3 separate regions of the Mus musculus genome follow, and regions 2 and 3 are each linked to region 1. Evidence: chromatin contacts called from public ChIA-PET data. All regions are on one chromosome and are shown on one strand. Each heading gives the region's core, a stretch centred on a gene start, on an enhancer-like site or on the middle of the called end of the contact. The rest is flanking DNA. Distances are from core to core; before and after follow the strand shown. Region 1 holds the start of Fam124b (family with sequence similarity 124, member B). Region 2 has its middle 19 kb from the start of Gm38673. Region 3 has its middle 41 kb from the start of Gm39667.

Region 1 (2,705 bases), core at 67-2,566:
ATTAGAAAAGAGAAGTGGATGACTGGATGCTTTGGTCAAGTCAAGGAAAGAAAGGGTCTATTTTTTTCTCCCATGTGCCTGTGAGAGTTTTACAATGTATAGAGACCTATGGATGTAGCCAGCAGATTTGCAGACTCAGCTGGAAGACTCCTTACTGCTCCTTTCCTGGGACTGCCTCCCCTGCTCCATTCTTAGCTATGGAGGGGCAAAGACGTCTCTCTTTAGAATTAGAGTACTCAGCCCATTATCAAAGCACGAGATCATAACTTTCTCATGTGTATTAAAGTTAGAGGAAGTTGGTTTTGAACTAATTAGAAAGTCACAACATATTCTGTAGCATTCATAGCTTCTTTTAAATCAAACTCACATTTAGAAATCGATGCATATCCGGGCCCAGCAACAGCACAACTATCAGAATAGCATTTTTTTCTTTGTTGTTTGTGGCAATAGAGATTTGATATATAGCCTAGAGTGCCTTCTACAGGGCCCAACCAGCCTTGAACTCACAATGATCCCCCTGTCTCAGCCTCCTGAATCCTGGGATTATAGGTATTTGCAACTAGGCTTGACTATTAAAGAATTTAGGAACAGATTAGGTGATTACATCAACGGTGGGGTATCCTTCTATTTAAGGTTCTACAGCCTGTATCCACAGGTGAGTGTGTCAACAGGAAGTTGACATGGCAGCTTTTCCTCATCATAAGAGAAAAGAAATCGTGGCTGGCCTTCTCAGCTCCAGAGAGGTAGCATTGGATATCTTGGGTTCAAAGACCTCAGCCACTTCACTGTGTGAGTTTGGCAAAGTTACTTAATTTTTTTTTTTTTCTTTCTATGCCTCAGTTTCTTGTCAGCAACTGGGGAATAATTACCCTCTTCTTTGTAGGCTTGTTGGCTAATTAAATCAATTCATAGGATGTTTAATGGCAGTTTACTCTAAATTCAACCAGGCATTTTTTTCAGTGAGGCCAACACTATTTAGACAAAATATCTCTTCTTTGTGACTTAGTATAAAATTATCAGAAGCAAGTAGCTGGCATGCAGATAAGACTGGGGAGTTGTTTTAAAGAACACATTCTATTCAGGTGGCCTGGCAGGCCACTGTAAACATCAGGATATTTAAGTAGGAAGTCAGAGCCCATTGTGGTCCACCAAATGGATGTCTAGTCAGTGTAACAGAGCCACAGATTGCTATCAGCACAACAGAGCCGCCTCCTGTTCCTTTCGGCCGATCATTTCCTCTATTGAGTTGAATGTAAGAACCACCCACTGGGCGTGGGTCTCAGCATTATAGGTTTTTAGGTCAAACCAAAACCCTGGGGAATGCCCGAGAAAGCCAAGCAAATAGTTACATCTGCTCAGACCGGATGACATAGAGCGACTCTGTTGTGTGTAGCCGACTCCACACTTGAGTGACATTCCCCGCTGGAGCACTGGAGGAAGCCAGGAGCATGTGTGATCTGGTGAAGAACTTGGTTCAGAAGTTGCTAAAGATTTTATAGAGGCTGAGGGCTCTGCGTGAGGCCTTGGTTCTTCCTAAAAGGCTGAGCTGTGGGCCCTGTCGGGTGGCCTTCATCATAATCTTCACATAGCCTGCCATGGATGAGATACAGGAACCTCTAGCCTTGACTGTGCATCTTCTTGCCGACACTGGGAACGGTTTGCTTCTGCAGCAGGCTCTGGACCAACTACTAGAATGTATCTGCCCAGAGGTGCGTCTCTTCCTGGTGTCTGAACGTGCCAGGCCAGTGAACTACCATGAAAAGTACCACCCGCGGAGGGCCCGCTTCCCAGGAATGTCTGTTTTGCTCTTCCTTCAGGAAAGCCTGGGACAAGAACGGTTGTTTCGAGTCTTGGACTTCCTACGGCGTTCACCCTGGCAGGGTTTCCCTACCCAGCATGCACAGGGGAGGTCTTGTTCTTATCTCCCTGCCAATCAGGAATTCTACAGTCTGCACAACCAGATGCCAGTGTGGGGCATGAGGCCAGTGAATTGTGGCACTGATATCCTCAGGGTGACTCTGTACTGCAGTTTTGATAACTATGAAGATGCCATCAGACTCTATGAGATGCTTCTACAGAGAGACGCCACTGTGCAAAAGAGCGACTTCTGTTTCTTTGTCCTCTATGCCACCGAGGGCTTCAGCCTGCAGCTCTCTCTGAAGCAGCTGCCCCTGGGAATGTCAGTAGACCCCAAGGAGTCTTCTGTGCTGCAGTTCAGGGTTCAAGAGATTGGGCAGCTGGTGCCTCTTCTACCCAATCCGTGTGTTCCCATCAGCAGCGCGAGGTGGCAGACTCAGGACTATGATGGCAATAAGATTCTGCTGCAGGTATTTCATTTCGTTCATTTCTGGGGTGTACCAGGTTTAGTAGGGTCAGATCCAGGATCCTGGGAGCTCAAACAAGCTAGACTTGGCCGTCCATCTACAGCAGGCCAATTAAAATGACGAATAGTAGAGGAAGACAGAGAAAGAATTCAAAGTGGCTACATTGAACAAGTGAAATCACCCTCCTGTCGCCACTCCCCTCCCCCATGAAGTTTAAGTTTAAATAGAGGGCAAGAAATATGCCTAAGCAGTCCTGGTCAGGGTGTGGTCCCAACCATAATCCATCCATTGTCTCAGCCCCAGCTTCTCCTGCAGGACAGCCAGGCAAGTTTGTCAAGACCGAGTCAAATCTCTGGGAGTCACCCCCTACCCCACCCCCAC
Region 2 (2,705 bases), core at 121-2,620, 190 kb before region 1:
AGGTAATATTTACTGACATGCTATTTAAGTTGCAGGAAAATCTAGTCCTCAAAAGAATAATCTCTGGCCAGGATCCTCGATAAGACTTTTCCATACATCTTGTTCAGGTTAAATCAGTAGCCCAATGTTTCTGTGCTTTGTCAAAAAAAGACTTTTTTTTTTTTTTTCTGGTCGTGTAGGTCTGTATCTAAGGGCTTCATCTTACAAGTCAATTCCACATCCTGCCTTGAAGCTCTCTGCTTTGCACTTCCCCGATGCTATAAGTCTTGTTTACTGATTTTGTGCCTGACTGGGAGAATTTATGGTCTGGGAAGAATTGCAGCCAGGGCTCAATCAGCAATTCATCTTCAGCTCACTTTGAACGACTTACCAAAAAAAAAAAAAAAAAAAAAAAAAAAAAAAAACCATTCAGAAGTATGGCATCTTAAAACAAATGTGGGGTTTTTTTTTTTCTCCTTTTGAATGCAGTTTTCCCACATGCTAATAGTAACAGAGAACTGAGTGTTATTGCCTACAGAGTCCTACCATGTACCCATTTCTAAGTTGTTAGGGCTTTGTTTAGCCTTAGAGACGACAGAACAGCATCACCAGAAGCTTGCTATTATGGACGTAAATCATATGACTCTAAAAGCGAGTGTCTGTAGCTTGTGCCATAAATGCTAACATGAATACACTAGAATCTGTCTGGTCAAAGTGGATATGTATCTTTGATGTGTATGTGTGTTTCATAATGAGAGCTATTTTGAGCGAAGACATTTTGTTTAGATTTGGATGTTGTGTTTACCCTGCTTAGTTAGGCCTTCTTCGCAAATGTTTATTAAATCTTCAAAAAGATACAGGTCTCTGTCTAAATCCCTCTAGACTTATCTTTCACACCTTTAGTCATATAGTTTATTAATTGTAGCACATTCCTGGACAAATAGTATAAGGTAGAAATCTAAGCAAAATTTAGTGGCCCTGATATTTCCATACATTCTAGTCTTGACAAATGAACCGAATTATAAAGATGATGTTTAAATAGTTACTCTTGTCGCCATGACAGAGTCGAAGAAATGTGCCACCTCTTGCTAATTAACTGTTGTTTCTTTTGTTTAGTGATTTTTAATTTCCTGCTTATGAAAGGGATTTGTCATTAAAGATCCACTGCTTTATTCAATTAGTGTGATGAGAAAGCCTCAGAAGGGAGGCAAACTGGATTGTCTAATTACCTAAATTGTGCTAATTAGCCCCACGTGGTAAAGCCTTCCACCCTTTGCAAACCTTGAATTCGTGGCCTCTCAAATTAGCAAGTTGCTTTCAGTTGCAAGGTCCTCATGAAGGAGATTGGCATCTTGCCCACATCCTCCTGGGTTCACAATGATGCTGTTAATGTGACCTCTAGAGGGCGATCCTTCCTAATTTTCATAGGCTCTGGCTCCAGAGGCAGGGGCTGGAGGGCTCACTCAGTTTCAAACTAGGCAAGATCCCCTGTGAGGACCACAAAACAGGAAAAGTCACTAAGGCTTCCAAGCTCCCTGTGGCACATCAAGAACTCGTTTTTCACTTCTCAAACCATCCTCTCCCTTCATTGATGTAGTGATCCAGTGAAGTACCATCCACCTGTGTACTGAACCAGGCCATCTTTCGCATGCTACTTTATTTCTTAATATTCCATGTGGACATAGAAATTCAGTATGTGTCCCATCTTCCTCGCTTTTACTTGGTTTTGTTTTCTTACACATAGATTTTACTGCACAAAATAAATAAATAAATCGTTACTAGTAACCAATATGTCAACTAAGAAATGCTGGCTAGCCATGTACTGTGACAATGCACTATATATATATATATATATATATAGTATATAACTGCTGAGAGGCTCTGCCAGTGCCTGACAAATACAGAAGTGGATGCTCACAGTCATCCATTGGACAGAGCACTGGGTCCCTAATGAAGGACCTAGAGAAAGTACCCAAGGAGCTGAAGGGGTTTGCAGCCCCATAGGAGAACCAACAATATGAACTAACCAGTACCCCCAGAGCTCCCTGGGACTAAACCATCAACCAAAGAAAACACATGGTACTCTAGCTGCATGTGTAGCAGAGGATGGCCTAGTCGGTCATCAATGGGAGGAGAGGCCCTTGGTCCTGTGAAGGCTCTATGCCCCAATATAGGGGAATGCCAGGGGCAGGAGTGGAAGTGGGTGGGTTGGGGAGCAGGGGAAGGGGAAGAGGATGGGGAATTTTCGGAGGGGAAACTAGGAAAAGGGATAACGTTTGAAATGTAAATAAAGAAAATAATAATTTTTTTTAAAAAAAGGAATTAAACTCCCCCAAATCATTTTCCAAGGAACTTAATTCTCCTTGATAAAAACAGAATTGAACCTCCAAGTTTTAAGATGCTTATCTGAGATTTAGTTGCAGATCCATGCCCAGTCTAGAATTCCACCACTAGCCTCTGCAAATATTACAAGGACTCACATCCCCTGAGCCCTTCCCATGTGCCAGGAACCACCCGGTGCCTCTCCTGGTATCATTTAATGTAGGTGTATCTTTGGTATGTGCGAGTTCCAGACAACGACTAAGCAATGTGTCCACTCATTTTACAAATGATGACTTTGGTGCTCAGAGATATTAACTGGCCCTGCATTACACTGCTGTAGGTTTAAGTAGAACGGAAGCTACCCTTCCCTACCCAGTCTGTTTTCTTGCCCACTGCTTCTTCAT
Region 3 (2,705 bases), core at 122-2,621, 170 kb before region 1:
AAGAAACCTTGTAAACTGTTTTGGCTGTATTATTTGTAACATCTGGAGAGTAGAAAGAATCGACTGCTGAATGTATGAGTAAAATGTAACACTTCAGAATATTATCTAAACATAAAAAGGAAGGGAGAGCTGATTTGTTGCTACATAGATGAAACTTGATTTTTTTTTTTTCTTTTTCTTTCCCTCCCCCCCCCCCCCCAAGACAGGATTTCTCTGTATAGCCCTGGCTGTCCTGGAGCTTACTCTGTAGACCAGGCTGGCCTTGAACTCAGAAATCTGCCTGCCTTTGCCTCCTGAGTGCTGGGATTAAAGGTGTGTGCCAGGCTAAATGAAATGAGAACATTACCCTAAGAGACATGCTGGAGCTGAGACGAAAGGATGGACCATCTAGAGACTGCCACACCTGGGGATCCATCCCATAATCAGCCTCCAAACGCTGACACCATAGCATACGCCAGCAAGATTTTGCTGAAAGGACCCAGATATAGCTGTCTCTTGTGAGGCTATGCCGGGACCTAGCAAACACAGAATTGGATGCTCACAGTCAGCTATTGGATGGAACACAGGGCCCCCAATGGAGGAGCTAGAGAAAGTACCCAAGGAGCTAAAGGGGTCTGCAGCCCTATAGGAGGAACAACAATATGAACTAACCAGTACCCCCGGAGCTTGTGTCTCTAGCTGCATATGTAGCAGAAGATTGCCTAGTCGGCCATCTTTGGAAAGAGAGGCCCCTTGGTCTAGCAAACTTTATATGCCCCAGTACAGGGGAACGCCAGGGCCAAGAAGTGGGAGTGGGTGGGTAGAGGAGTGGGGGGGGGGCGTATGGGGGACTTTTGGGATAGCATTTGTAAATGAAGAAAATACCTAATAAAAAAATTAGATTTTTTTTTTTAAAGAGAGACATGCTGGAGCAGAAAAGCCATGGTTGTGTACTACCACTTATATAAACTGCAGGAATAGGTCAGTATCCAGAGAAAGACATTCAATTGGTAGTTATCAGGACCTGGGAAGGAACCCATGAAATTGCTGCTAATTGCTACAGGGTGCCAAAAAGGTTCTGAACAGAGATGGCAACACTAGCTACAACACCTTCAAAACATACCCATAGGCATGTGCATCATAAAGAGAGTTTTAGCTATAAAACGCAAATATAACATGTAAACATTTAACTCTTGTCATCATTTGTGAGTCACTTGTTTCCAGTTTAGAGATATTTTCCTGAGAATATAATAATTGTTTTTGTTCATTTGTTTTTCATAAACAAAGAAATCTCTCTTTTTAGTGCTTAAGGGTTGCCCTATTCAGCTCCTTAACAACTGGTATTTAAAAGACAGCAGGGGGCTGGACATAGCTCAGTTAGGGAAATGACTGTTTGCAAGTGTGAGAACCAGAGCTTCCTGTGCAGAATCAACGGAAAAGAAAAACCACACTTTTTCACACTTTTTTTTCCTGCGTTTTTTTTTTTTTTTTTTTTTTTTTTACCCAGAAATCTGCCTGCCTCTACCTCCTGAGTGCTGGGATTAAAGGCATACGCGACCATGCCCAGCTTCTTTTTTCTTTTTATTAGATATTTTCTTTATTTACATTTCAAATGTTATCCCCTTTCCTAGTTTCCCCTCCGAAAATCCCCTATCCCCTCCTCCCTCCCCCTGTTCCCCAACCCACCGACTCCTTCCTGCTTTCTGGCCCTGGCATTCTCCTCTGCTGGGGCACAGAGCCTTCACAGGACCAAGGATCCTCTTAAGATAAATCATCGAAAGACTGTCAGGTGTCTCCTAGATGTGGTGGACAGTATTAGCTTTCTCAGGTTCATCTGTGTTTTCTGACTTTCTTAAAGACACATCAAAGATGAGATCTTTTTACAAGGGAAGAAAGAAGTCGCTTGCAAATAAAAACTCTGTCACTACCGCAATTCACTTTTGCAAAATGGTGTGCTCCCCCTAAATAAGCCCTGCTTCCATTCCATGAAAGTTTAGAAAGCTTGATCCGAACACAGTGGACGCCCACGGGCAGTTCAGAGAACATCCTTTAGAAGCCAGAGATTTGTTAAGTCATTTCTACTGTTTAACTAGCTTTTTCCTTTTTCAGCTTTTGGTGACCATAAGGGACTCAGCCTAAATAACATAATGCTTTTAGAAAAATGCTCCTTTTTTTTCCATTTTATAATGAGATTTTAAAAATAATTTGTAATTAGGACATTGCATGCAAACAGCAGATGACTAAGTTTTTTTTTTCTTAAGAAAGCTGAATATTTTTGTTTATGCAGTTACTTACATTAGTAAGATCTCTATTTTCTTAGAAAACAAAAAAGTTTAGTCTGTTGTGTGTACAAATAAAAGCATTGCAACCCCAGCAAATGGCTGACTGACCCTCCTTGGGGTAAGAAAGAATTCTTCCTCCATAGACTCTTAACTGGAGCATCGACATCCAAAACATTGACTCACTTGGGTTTCTAGTCTACTGTTCTCAGCATAAAGACTGTATCAGCTCTACCCGGTCTCCAGTGTGCCGACTTTCCCAGCAGACCCCAGAACTTGTCAGCTTCGTTAACCACATGAGCCAATTTCTTATATCTGTTTAGGGGTGTGTGTGTGTGTGTGTGTGTGTGTGTGTGTATAACATGTAAATGTCCTATGGATATGAACACTAATACATACTAGAAACAGAAACATATAACTTCAGAAAACCCCAGAGCCCCAGGTCCT

The links. ChIA-PET counts read pairs in DNA pulled down with a chosen protein or histone mark.
Region 2: an RNA polymerase II ChIA-PET map of memory CD8 T cells shows a contact between it and region 1, with 1,327 read pairs. The contact joins the enhancer-like site here to the promoter of Fam124b in region 1. A contact is called at or near these places in 15 of 39 promoter capture datasets (the 3T3-L1 cell line, the C10 cell line, the HPC-7 cell line and 8 more), 8 of 484 Hi-C or Micro-C datasets (CD8 T cells, the N1E-115 cell line, bone marrow-derived macrophages and 5 more), 6 of 115 datasets of contacts at active chromatin or transcription factors (CD8 T cells, T-cell acute lymphoblastic leukemia, embryonic stem cells and 3 more) and 3 of 9 other capture datasets (adipose tissue, liver and pancreatic islet).
Region 3: a contact with region 1 is called in an RNA polymerase II ChIA-PET map of memory CD8 T cells, with 453 read pairs. The contact joins the enhancer-like site here to the promoter of Fam124b in region 1. A contact is called at or near these places in 12 of 39 promoter capture datasets (the 3T3-L1 cell line, 3T3-L1-derived adipocytes, the C10 cell line and 8 more), 1 of 115 datasets of contacts at active chromatin or transcription factors (memory CD8 T cells) and 3 of 9 other capture datasets (adipose tissue, liver and pancreatic islet).

What each region holds. Positions count from the first base shown.
Region 1 is chr1:80,212,555-80,215,259 of GRCm38.p6, reverse strand. Fam124b (family with sequence similarity 124, member B) reads left to right here and starts at 1,316. Exons shown (of 2, transcript NM_173425.3): 1 at 1,316-2,327. The coding sequence starts at 1,596. All of the region lies in intron 1 of 2310015K22Rik (a long non-coding RNA gene), which reads right to left. All of the region lies in intron 2 of LOC108167342 (a long non-coding RNA gene), which reads left to right.
Region 2 is chr1:80,407,391-80,410,095 of GRCm38.p6, reverse strand. No RefSeq gene overlaps it. Among named protein-coding and RNA genes, the nearest start is that of Gm38673, 19 kb to the left of the region's middle. Within about 2 kb of position 1,370, at least 32 of the 459 cell types and tissues checked have an H3K27ac peak or open chromatin away from gene starts, as enhancers often do. A contact at or near this core is called in CD8 T cells, the N1E-115 cell line, T-cell acute lymphoblastic leukemia and 4 more, where this site is marked.
Region 3 is chr1:80,380,182-80,382,886 of GRCm38.p6, reverse strand. No RefSeq gene overlaps it. Among named protein-coding and RNA genes, the nearest start is that of Gm39667, 41 kb to the right of the region's middle. Within about 2 kb of position 1,371, at least 27 of the 459 cell types and tissues checked have an H3K27ac peak or open chromatin away from gene starts, as enhancers often do. A contact at or near this core is called in memory CD8 T cells and pre-B cells, where this site is marked.